Regions from separate parts of the Sus scrofa genome. Here region 2 is linked to region 1. The links are chromatin contacts, called in public promoter capture Hi-C maps. All regions are on one chromosome and are shown on one strand. Each heading gives the region's core, a stretch centred on a gene start, on an enhancer-like site or on the middle of the called end of the contact. The rest is flanking DNA. Distances are from core to core; before and after follow the strand shown. Region 1 holds the start of GCFC2 (GC-rich sequence DNA-binding factor 2). Region 2 holds the start of EVA1A (protein eva-1 homolog A).

Region 1 (5,783 bases), core at 47-2,546:
AGAGTAAAAATTTAATCTTAATTTCTAATACGGCAAATATTACAGAATAATCTACAGAACCAAAAGCTCTTTGGGATCGTTAATAATTTTTAAAAGTATGAAGGTTTACCCTTTATACTCAAGACCAAAAAGCTTGAGTACCACTGTTTTACAAAGCAAGTGAAACAGCAAGTGCTGGCCTCAATTCTCCCTGATAGTTTAACCAGATGACTTAACATACAAAAGCATTTAAAAAAAATCACACTTCATATAAACAAGTGATTATAACACTGACTAAGAAATCACCGAAGAGTGGTGAGAATTTTTTTCCTCGACTAACCATTCTTATTAAACTCCATTTCAAAAAAGAACACACCTTATGTAAACAACTTGATGCTACCTGAATCCTATTTTTAGGAACACAAAGGTATCTCAAAATTTACATTGTATTTAACATCATTATTGGCAGTCTACAGTGTCATTTACCTACTGTTAGTGACATAATCTTTTCTTTAAATAATGGTTTAAATTAAAAAAAGTAAAATGTCCCAAAGCCTGTCACCTAAATTTTTCCAGCGTACCATTCCATCCAGTTAGATGTTTTCTAGAAAAACAATTAGGGACGTTTCCAGAAAGTATTACCACTTACTTAGAAATATCAGAAAATTTTTTAACTCTTCTGGGGCGATTTAGGTTCCTCATAAGCATCAGGTGCAGCACTAAAGCTATAATTGGTGAAGGTTCATTTGATGTTGCAAAACAGAGGAGCCCAAACTTAACAGGATTCATTCTACTGCCCCTGGGAGCCCAGTGTGGAGATGCCAGCAGCGGGCGGGTGTTCGCAAGCAGGCTGTCATGCTTACTATTCCTGCGATGCAGCCCACATCCTGGTAAGCACCGGGTTAGATCCGAAACCACCCTAACTCCTCGGGGTCTTCCTCCCGCCCCCGCCCCGGGCACCCACGCCGCCGCCCTGTGTCACCTGGGGCATCCGATCCTGGGTCCAAGCGCGGAGCCGCTTTCGCCGCGCGCCGGGAACTCGCCCAGACCCGGCCCCGGCCCCGGCCCCCGCCCCGGGCCCGGCGGAGCCGTTCTGCCACTTCCGCGCAGCCTCCTTCGGACAGCATTCCTTCCTCCGCAGGGCCCGGGGCTACTTGCTCTCCGGGCACCCCTGGTTCGGCAGTTGGTTCCTGGCCGCTGTCGCTGTCGCTAGAGTCAGTTCGGCGCTGCCGAAAAGTCCTCTGCGGTCTGTGAGCCATGACCGAACCCAGACACACCAGGTCTACGGCTTCCGCGCAGGCGCACGCTCCCGCCTCCCGCCTCGCCGCCCCGTAAGCGCGCGGGAGCCAAGCGGCTTCGACGCCGGCTTCGCCATGCGCATGCGTAGTTTTCTTTTTTCGTTCTGTACGACCCAACTCGTCTCCCGGGGTTTCTAGGGATGTGCGGCGTTCTCTTTGCAAGGTCAGTTTATGCAGGTGCTCGCGAAGAGATTACCGCAGGTTCCTCAAGCTAACTGCTATGGAGAGCAGCACTCACAGGCTCTCTTTGTGCAAACCCTGTCTGGGACTCAGGCGTTGTGCCCACATCCTGGACTGGATCCACTCTTCGACTTTCTGGAGAAAGTGAAGTTCTCTTTCTAAACAAGAATTAAAACAAATAAGCCTACACTGTGTAAGAGATTGTCTCTGGAAGCTAAACAGTAACATCTACACAGAAATGATACTGCACAAGTAAGCAACAATCAAGAAGAAAAGCACAGAGATAAAAAGGATGGCCTCTTAGAATTACAGATAGAAACAAGTAAAGAGCAACCAGAGAGCAAGAAGCCTTTCCAGGTACCCATAATCATCACTATCTTATATTATTTGCCCTTTCTCATGAATATTAGGATTTCCCCCCCCCCAGAGAGCATGAATAACGCCATATATCTTATCTATCCCCACTATACTTATTTACAATACTAACTTATTGATTAGCTGGTTATTAGGAGACTTTGCATTATTCACCTTTTTAAAATAACTTAAATTTTCAGAGGTTAGTAACTGAAGAAAATTGGCATATGAAATATTCTCCAACTTTTGGAAACCAATGTATTACTTAAGCCGTTTTGTTTTTTTTTTTTTCTTCCCATTAGTGAAATGTTTTAGTCAGCGTTATTAGGCATTGGTTAGTGGGTTCTGAGCGCCCTCTAGTGATAAATGTGCTACTTACAAAAGGATTATGTCAATCTTTTGGAAAATGCCTCCTTTCTCATAGAGCTATTTTTTCTTTCTGTCTTGTTATAAGTAATGGATATATTGCCATGTTAAGCCAAATTATGTCAAAATTTATCAGATAAAAATTTTGATAAGTCTTATTTGTAAGTAAAGTATCACACTGTTCTTTGGCAATTAAAAACAGTTTTGTGGAAATGCATCTATAAAAGTATGGACCTTTGTGCTTTCATTTTTTCAGCATCATTTTTTTTTCTTGCATTTACTATGATGAGATCCTTGGCCTGGGACCAGAGGGTCGCAATATGCATGGAGGTCCTGGTCCTGATGATCAGTTAGTACATCCAAGTTAGCCCTACAGATTGGAAATTACTTAAAAAATATATACTCAAAATATTTAACATCAGATCTACCCTCTTAACAAAATTTTAAGTGTACAGTACAGTATTGTGAATTATAAGCACATTGTTGTAAAGCACATCTCTAGAACTTTGTCATTTTAACTGAAATGTTTTACCTGTTGTAATTTAACTCTTTGTTCCTTCTCCTCCTAGACCCTGGCAACCACCATTCTCCTTTCTGCTTCTATGAGTTTGGCCCTTTCAGATACCTCATGTAAGTAGAACCATGCAATATTTATCCTTCTGTGACTTAAAGTAATATCTTCAAAGTCCATCCATTTTGTAGCATATTGCAGGGGTTCCTTCTTTTTAAAGGCTGAATAATATTCTATTGTCTGTATATACCACGTTTTCTTTATCTATTCATTGGACAATGGATATTTAGGTGGCTTCTACATCTTGGCTATTGTGAATTAGTGCTGCAGTGAATGTGGGAGTGCAAATGTCTTCAAGATCTTGATTTCAATTCTTCTGGGTAAATACCCAGAAGTGGGATTGCTGGATCACATGGTAGTTTTATTTTTAAATTCTGAAGGACTTTCCGTATTGTTTTCCATAGCAACTGCAGCATTTCACGTTACCACCAACAGTGTGCAAGCGTTCCAGTTTCTCCACAACCTTGCAACACTTGTTGACTATTGATTGGCTGATTGGTACTGGACATCCTAATAGATTCGAAGTGATATCTTCTTGGTTTTGATTTGCATTTCCCTGATGATTACTGATGTGAAGCATCTTTCACATACTTGTTGGCTTCTGTGGAGAAAGCCTATTCAAATATTTTATCGGTTTGAAATTGGGTTATTTGATTTTGTTGTGGCTGGTTTTGCTTTGTAAATGGACTGTAGTACTTTGTATGTGTTGGATATTAATCTCTTATCAGGCATATGTATTGCAGATATTTTCCCCACTTTCCCTAGGTTGCCTTTTCACCCTGCTGAAAGTTTCCTTTGCTGGGCAGAAGCCTTTTAGTTTGATGTAGTCCCATTTCTCTACTTTTGGTTTTGTTGTCTGTGCTTTTGGCCTCATATACAAAAAGCCATTGCCAAGACCAATGTCATGAAGATTTCCCCCTTTATTTTCTTTTAAAAATTTTACATTTAAGTATTTAATGAATTTTGAATTGATTTTTGTGTCAGGTATAAGATAAGGGTCCAGTTTCATTCTTTGGCCTGTGGCTATACAGTTTCCCCAACACCAACACCATCTGTTGAAGAGACTTTTCTTTCCCATTGTGTATTTTTTTTTTTTTTTTTTTTTTTTTTTTTTTGTCTTTTTGCCATTTCTTGGGCTGCTGCTACGGCATATGGAGGTTCCCAGGCTAGGAGTCTAATAGGAGCTGTAGCCACTGGCCTACGCTAGAGCCACAGCAACGCGGGATCCGAGCTGCGTCTGCAACCTACACCACAGCTCATGGCAAGGCCGGATCGTTAACCCACTGGGCAAGGGCAGGGACCGAACCCGCAACCTCATGGTTCCAGGTCGGATTCGTTAACTACTGCGCCACGACGGGAACTCTTTTTTTTTTTTTTTTTTTTTTTTTTTTTTTTTAAATTGAAGTTTAGTTGACTTAAAATGTTGTGTTAGTTTCAGGTGTATAGCAAAGTGATTCAGTTATACCTACCTATATATTTTCCAGATTCTTTCCCCTTATAGGTTATTACAAAATATTTATTATAGGTCCTGTGCTATGTAGTAGGTCCTTGTTGATTGTCTATAATAGTGTGTGTTTGTTAATCCCAAACTCCTAATTTATCCCTCCTCTGCCTTTAACCTTTGGTAACCATAAGTTTGCTTTCTGTGTCTGTGGGTCTGTTTTGTACATAAATTCATTTGTATCATTAACTTTAGATTGCGCATATAGGTGGTATCATGTGATATTTGTCTGGCTTTCTTCACTTAGTATGATATTCTTTAGGTCCATCCATGTTGCTGCAAATGACATTATTTCATTCATTTTTTTCATTTTTAAGGTTTTGTTGAAGTATAGTAGATTTACAAGGTTGCGATGATTTCTGCTGTATATCGGAATGATTCAATTATACATGTACACACATTCATTCTTTTTCATATTATTTTCCCATATAGATTATCACAGAATATTGGGTCGAATTCTCTGTGCTATATTGCAGGTCCCAATTGGCCAATTATTCCATATACTCCAGTGCTCATATCCCAATCTCAAACCCCCAGTCCATCCCTCCCCCTCCAACCCATCTGCTTTGGTAACCTTAAGTTTTTCAAAGTTTGTAAGTCTGTTTCTGTGCTGCAAATAAATTCAATTTGTATCCTTTTTTTTGATTCCACATATAAGTAATATCATATGATGTTTGTCTTTCACTGTCTGCCTTACTTCACTTAGTATAATAATCTCTAGGTCTATTCATGTTGCCGAAGATGGCATTATTTCATTCTTTTTTATGGCTGAGTAATAGTCCATTGTATATATGTACCATATCTTCTTTGTCCATTCCTCTACTGATGGACATTTAGGTTGCTTCTACGTCTTGGCTATTGTAAATAGTGCTGCAGTGAACATTGGAGTGCATGTATCTTTTGGAATTATGTTTTTTTTTTTCTGGATAGATGTGCAGGAGTGGGATTGCTAGATCACATGGTAGTTCTTTTTTTTTCTTTTTAGGGCCACAGGTGAGTCATATGGAAGTTCCCAGGCTAGAAGTTGAATTGGAGCTGCAGCTGCCAGCCTACACCATAGCCACAGTAACTAAGGATCCAAGTTGCATCTTTGACACCACAGTTCATGGCAATGCTGGATCCTTAACCCACTGAGTGAGGCTGTGGATCGAAGCCCCATCCTCATTGGTACTGATCACAACGGGAACTCCAATATGGTAGTTCTGTATTTAGTTTTTTTAGGAACCTCTATACTATTTCCCACAGCCATTTCACCAATTTATATTCCCACTAGCAGTGTTAAGAAGTTTCCCTTTTCTTCACACCCTTGCCAGCATTTATTGTTTATAGACTTTTTTTTTTTGTGTGTGTGTTTTTAGGGCCACATGCATGGCATATGGAAGTTCCCAGGCTAAGGGTCTAATCCGAGCTGTAGCCCCCGGCCTAGGTCACAACCACAGGAACGCCAGATCCGAGCCACTTCTGGACCTATACCACAGCTCATGGCAACCCACTGAGTGAGACCAGGGATCGAACCTGCAACCTTATGGTTCCT
Region 2 (5,603 bases), core at 1,841-4,340, 160 kb before region 1:
TAGACAAAGGAATAAAGGAGTTATGTGTATTAGCAAGTATGTTGCTGAAATGATGGACCACATGGGCAAGATAAGAGGGCAACTGATAAGCTGGGAGAAAATAGGCAAGATCAGGGGCCCCTATGCAGTTTAAGATGACACAACTAAATGAGAATATGAGAGAGCTACAAAATTAGGAAATTTTCTATGATTTTCTTCTAGCATACTTTTCATTATTGTTTCTCATCCATTTACTCTATTTTCTCCTTTTAAAAGAATGATTATTCTGTTATATTCACTTTTATGATTAAAAATTTTTAAATTCATTTCCTTTATAGTCAGGCAGTGTACCCCCATCATACTCAGAATGAATTTTTTTTTTTTTTTTGTCTTTTGTCTTTTTTGTTATTGTTGTTGTTGCTATTTCTTGGGCCGCTCCCACGGCACACGGAGGTTCCCAGGCTAGGGGTTGAATCAGAGCCGTAGCCACCGGCCTACGCCAGAGCCACAGCAACACAGGATCCGAGCCGCGTCTGCAACCTACACCACAGCTCATGGCAACGCCGGACCGTTAACCCACTGAGCAAGGGCAGGGACCGAACCCGCAACCTCATGGTTCATAGTCGGATTCGTTAACCACTGCGCCACGATGGGAACTCCTCAGAATGAATTTTTAACCACCAAGTCTATTTACTGGATCTAATGCATTGTATTTAGCCATACTATTTTCCATTTCCTTACATTCTCTTTTATCTCAGCCCTTATTTACTTAAAAGAAACATTTTCTTCCTACATCCTAAGCAATATTTAATTCCAGAATATGGAATGGGAAAAGAAAAGGTTGAAATGGGGAGAAAAACAGGACCATGCGCCCTTTCACCTTAACAAGATCATGAGACACCTGTAAACACCCGGCTGTTCAGTGAGTTACCACACTCAAGGATCACAACTCAGGGTCATGCTGAACGAAATGGAAAGCTGCCAGGTACTTCCTGTGCTGAGCAGAGCTCCAAAGCTGAGTAGCCTGTTTGCCCTCACCCGAGATATTTTCTTATAACAGCTTATTTGCAAATGTCATCTGAGGCCTTGGAAACTCCAGGCCCTCCCTGTCACTCCCCCCACTTGATTTTGGGGTGTCTCCACTATAGAGTTGAGGGGATCATCATTCAATGGCTTGTGAAAACATGATACCTGGTTCAAATATCTCTTTTCTAGCTCCAATGTCCTTTCTCCCCAGAGTAGCCTAGAAGAAAGAGCAGAACTGAGACTCCTCTGATGTGTGGGTACCCAGGTGAGGAGGCCCCAGGAACTGAACTTCCTTAGGGAGGTGAGGAGCTGGCTGATGACCTGAGCCTTTGCTGTCTGAGAAGGGAAAACCTTGGACTTGAGGCAGGTGAAAACTACCTGCTTCATCTTGCCAACCACCAAGAGTGGCCAGGTTTCTGAGAAGTTCTCCTTTCTAAACTCAGGTTGCACATCGTGCAAAATGCTTTCTCAAAGAGAAGCCATGAACTTCCTTTACCCTCAGACTTGGCTTGGATTTGCCATTGTAAATAGAAATTCAGGTTTGCATCTGAACTCTGAGGTAACCACATATCAACACTGACTAGAGAGCTAGAAAATTAAACCATTTCCCCCAGGAGAAACTTAATCAGAGCCTCAGCCCTTTCTTTTTTTTACAGCAACCAGAGATGTGGAACAAAATAAAATAAAGCAAAAGCAAGCTACCCGAAACTTAAAAACTCACTCAAGGGAGTTTCCGTCGTGGCTCAGTGGTTAACGAATGCAACTAGGAATCATGAGGTTGCAGGTTCGATCCCCCGCCTCTCTCACTGGGTTAAGGATCCAGTGTTGTGGTGAGCTGTGGTGTAGGCCAGTGGCTACAGCCCCGATTTGACCCCTAGCCTAGGAACCTCCATATGCTGTGGGTGTGGCCCTAGAAAAGACCAAAAAAAAAAAAAAAACCTCACTCAAGCAACAGAAAATCAGTTTGGTCATCAAATTGTAGAGCATTTTCATGTATGTTTAAAAATTTCACCTTATTAAGGTACATTTTCATGTATTTTTAAATGACTCCTTTTATATGAATAGCTCCTGTTCTCAAGAAATGATCTTGAAGAGGAGTTCCCGTTGTGGCTCAAAAGTAACAAACCCAAATAGTATTCATGAGAATGCAGGTTTGGTCCCTGGGCTTTCTTAGTGGGTTAAGGATCTGGTGTTGCCGTGAGCTGTGGTGTAAGTAACAGACGCAGCTCAGATCCCAAGTTACTATGGCTGTGCTTTGACTGGCAGCTCCAGCTCCAGTTCAGTCGCTAGCCTGGGAACCTCCATATGCTGCAAGTGCGGCCCTAAAAAGAAAATAGGAAAAAAAAAAAAAAAAAAAAAGGAAATGCTCTTGAGGAAAAAAATCCGTCATTTTCCTAAAAGAAAACAACTTTGGACCAAGGAAGAGGCAAATATTAGACTCTCCCAGATTCAAGCACTTTCTGTCTGAATGTCTCCCAGAAGGTTATCAAACACCTCAAACAGCCCCTCAAACACAGAATACACACACACACACACACACACACACACACACACACACACACACACACACACACACAGGCCCTGAGTGGGGTTGAGAACCACTACCTAGAAATAATTAGGCTGAGAGCACTCTATTCTAACCTTTCACATCATAGTCAAATGCTTAATGACAGAAGCCCCAGGCTACTTCATTTCACTCATTTAAGCGCAAAAGGAAACCAAACATTTTCACCAAGATGAAGCTCTTAGAACCCCCATTTGCCAGATTAGAGGATGTCAAGCTTAACTCTCAAACCAGAAGACATTTCATCTCAAAACTGAGTCCTGCAGAGCCCCTCTGTCATGACGGCAGAGCATCTCTCTCCTGAGTGTAAGGCCAGAAACCCCACCCAGGAGACAGCTCAGCCCAGCCCCACACCTCAGCCCTGGCTCAGCCAAGATTGGACAACTACCTGAGACAAAGGAATAGGCTGCTAGGATATTGCTGAGCAAAGCCATGTCCACGTGCTCGGGGATCACCAATTCCGCGTTGTAGCAGAAGGGCAGCCTCGATGGGACATCCAGAGGAGGCCTCCTGGAGATGCTTCAGCTGGATCAAGTTGGCCACCCTCCCTCTCTTCTCTTCTGTTTGGGAACACAAAGTAAGTGATGAGAACACATTGTGATTTCCTGAGGCCATGTTCCGGGTAGCCTGGGCTCAAGATCAAAAGCTAGTCCCCTAAATGCCAGCCAACCTTCTCAGCCAGGTGGCTGCAAAGATCTGGGATCTTGTCCTCTTTGCTCTACAAGCTTCTTGGCTTTCAAGGAAACAGCGACCCCTTAAATCTGTTTTTCTCTAGCCTCTCTCCTTTTTCTTCCTCATCTTCTCCAAAATTCCCTTTTTAACACTTCTCCTTCACCTTTCCTTGATACTTTTCATTGCATTCTCCCTGGTTTGCCTCTGAGGCATAGTCCATCATCCCTCTAATCACTGCATTTTAACCCCAAGCCACAGCCTGCTCTTCACCTGGCTCTGCTCTCCCCTGTACTGATGGCACTTGTGTACTTTGATCAGTTTGCCTCATCCCACTTATCACTGAGTGTGCATTCTTGGCAATGAGTCAGAGCCGACTATTCCAGAACTTCCAAAGTGGTTCCAGTTTGAAAACAGCTCTGAGAACTTGGGAGCTTGAGCCCACCCCCTGCCCCAGGCTTCACGAATCCACCTGCGACTGTGATGGGCCAGTGAAACCCATATGCACAGTCAGTCACAGGGTAAGGAGGGATGTCAGGTTAGGAAAAGCTAGAGAAGTAGAAGGCTCCAGTCCTTGCAGAAGAAACAGGTTCTCAGGTGGGTCACATGGATCACATTTAGAGAGAGAGCTGCAGTTTCATAGGTGGATGGCATGGGTCACAACAGATAAGACAACTCTTACTTTAGTGGATTCCAATGGGCTTAGGGAAGACCATGGCAAGGAAAGACAGACCAACCCATGGGTAAGACAGAAATGAACACAAGGTCCTTGGAGCAGCCAGAGGCCCAGAGAGTGGCAGGATGAGGAGCCAGGAGCTTGGGGGCTCTGAGAAGGAGCTAGCCTCTGTGGAGGGCCCCCTATCCTTCTGAGCCAGAAGACAGAGATTCCCTCAACAGTCATTCAAGCTCTTAAAAAGTGACAACTAGATGACACAGGCGAAGAGTTGGAACTACCACTCTGAGTTCAGAGACTGTTCTGAGGACTTTAGGACTAGCAAGAGAGTGAAGTCACTGGAATATTTTTGAGTATATAGTGGGACAAAGCTGTTTCAGGCCCATTTCCTCCTGTTTATCTCCATTAATTCTACCATAGTGCAAGTCTCATCAATTCATTTCTGGGGGTTTTCCAACAGTCTCCTACATGATGCTTCTTCCAATACCTCTTCCCTATCCAATCTAGCACCCACTCTCACCAACAGGGTTATCTTTATATAGTATAAATCTGATCACTTCACTCCATAGTTCTACCCTTCAACTAATCTCCATTAAACTTCTTGATACAACACACATGCACTTAACAATATCTGACCTCTATTTTAGCTCCTAATTTATCTCCTACCCAAGTCTACATTCTTACACATATACACAGAGGTACAGGATGCCTAATGCTCCAATAATACCAGCTTAGTGTATTTTGGGAAACTAAAGAAATCTGGAAATCCTCTTCCTTTTTCCTAAATGTCCTCCCCCTTCTTATCCTATCTGGCTAATGTTTAAGAGAGAATGCAAAAGTTCTACATTAGTCTCAAAATCCAAAGGACATTCTTTGTTTAGAAATAGAAAAACCCATACTAAAATTCTTATATATTATCAAGAAATCCAAATGGCCAAAACAATCTTAACAAAAACAAAGTTAGAAATCTCACACTTCTTGAATTCAAAAACTTATTACAAAGCTACAATAATCAAAACAGTACAGACAAGGAGTTCCCACTGTGGCATGGTGGGCTGAGGATACAGCATTGCCATAGCTATGGCGTAGGTCACACCTGGGGCTTGGATTTGATCCCTGGCCCAGGAACTTCCATATGTGACAAGTGCAGCCAAAAAACAAAAACAAAACAAACAAAAAAACAAAACAGTGTAGACAGGCATGTGGAAGATGGAATAAAATAGAGAGCCCAGAAATAAAACCTTAAATATATGGTTAAACTATTTTTAACAAGGAAGCCAAGGCTATTCAATCTGGAAAGAACAGTCGTATTGAGAAAACTGGATATCCACATGCAAAAGAACGAAATTGAACCCTTATACCATATTAAAAAATTAACTAAAAATGGATAAAAGACCTAAATGGAAGAGCTAAAACTATAAAACTGTTGAAGAAAACATAAGGGGAAAGTTTCATGATTCTAGATTTGGCAATGATTTCATGGATATGGTACCAAAAGCCCAGGCAAGATAGATAATTTGGACTACATCAAAACTTAAACTTCTGGGCCTCAAAGGATACAATCAACAGAATGAAAAGACAGCCCATGAAATGGGAGAAAATATTTGCAAATCATATATCTGATGAGGAGTTAATATCTGGATTACATTTTTTAAAAACCCCTACGACTCAACTACAACAAAAAACAACCTG

What was found. Promoter capture Hi-C pulls out the DNA fragments that hold promoters and counts their contacts.
Region 2: a promoter capture Hi-C map of liver shows a contact between it and region 1, with 5 times the contacts expected there. The contact joins the promoter of EVA1A here to the promoter of GCFC2 in region 1. A contact is called at or near these places in 1 of 5 promoter capture datasets (liver), 11 of 47 Hi-C or Micro-C datasets (alveolar macrophages, embryonic fibroblasts, epiblast stem cells and 8 more) and 1 of 2 datasets of contacts at active chromatin or transcription factors (alveolar macrophages).

What each region holds. Positions count from the first base shown.
Region 1 is chr3:67,543,316-67,549,098 of Sscrofa11.1, reverse strand. GCFC2 (GC-rich sequence DNA-binding factor 2) reads right to left here and starts at 1,296. Exons shown (of 17, transcript XM_021087312.1): 1 at 962-1,296. The coding sequence starts at 1,238. It overlaps LOC106509776 (a long non-coding RNA gene), which reads left to right and starts at 1,358. Exons shown (of 3, transcript XR_001307629.2): 1 at 1,358-1,814; 2 at 2,747-2,807.
Region 2 is chr3:67,708,402-67,714,004 of Sscrofa11.1, reverse strand. EVA1A (protein eva-1 homolog A) reads right to left here and starts at 3,090. Exons shown (of 2, transcript XM_021087316.1): 1 at 2,958-3,090. The coding sequence starts at 3,090.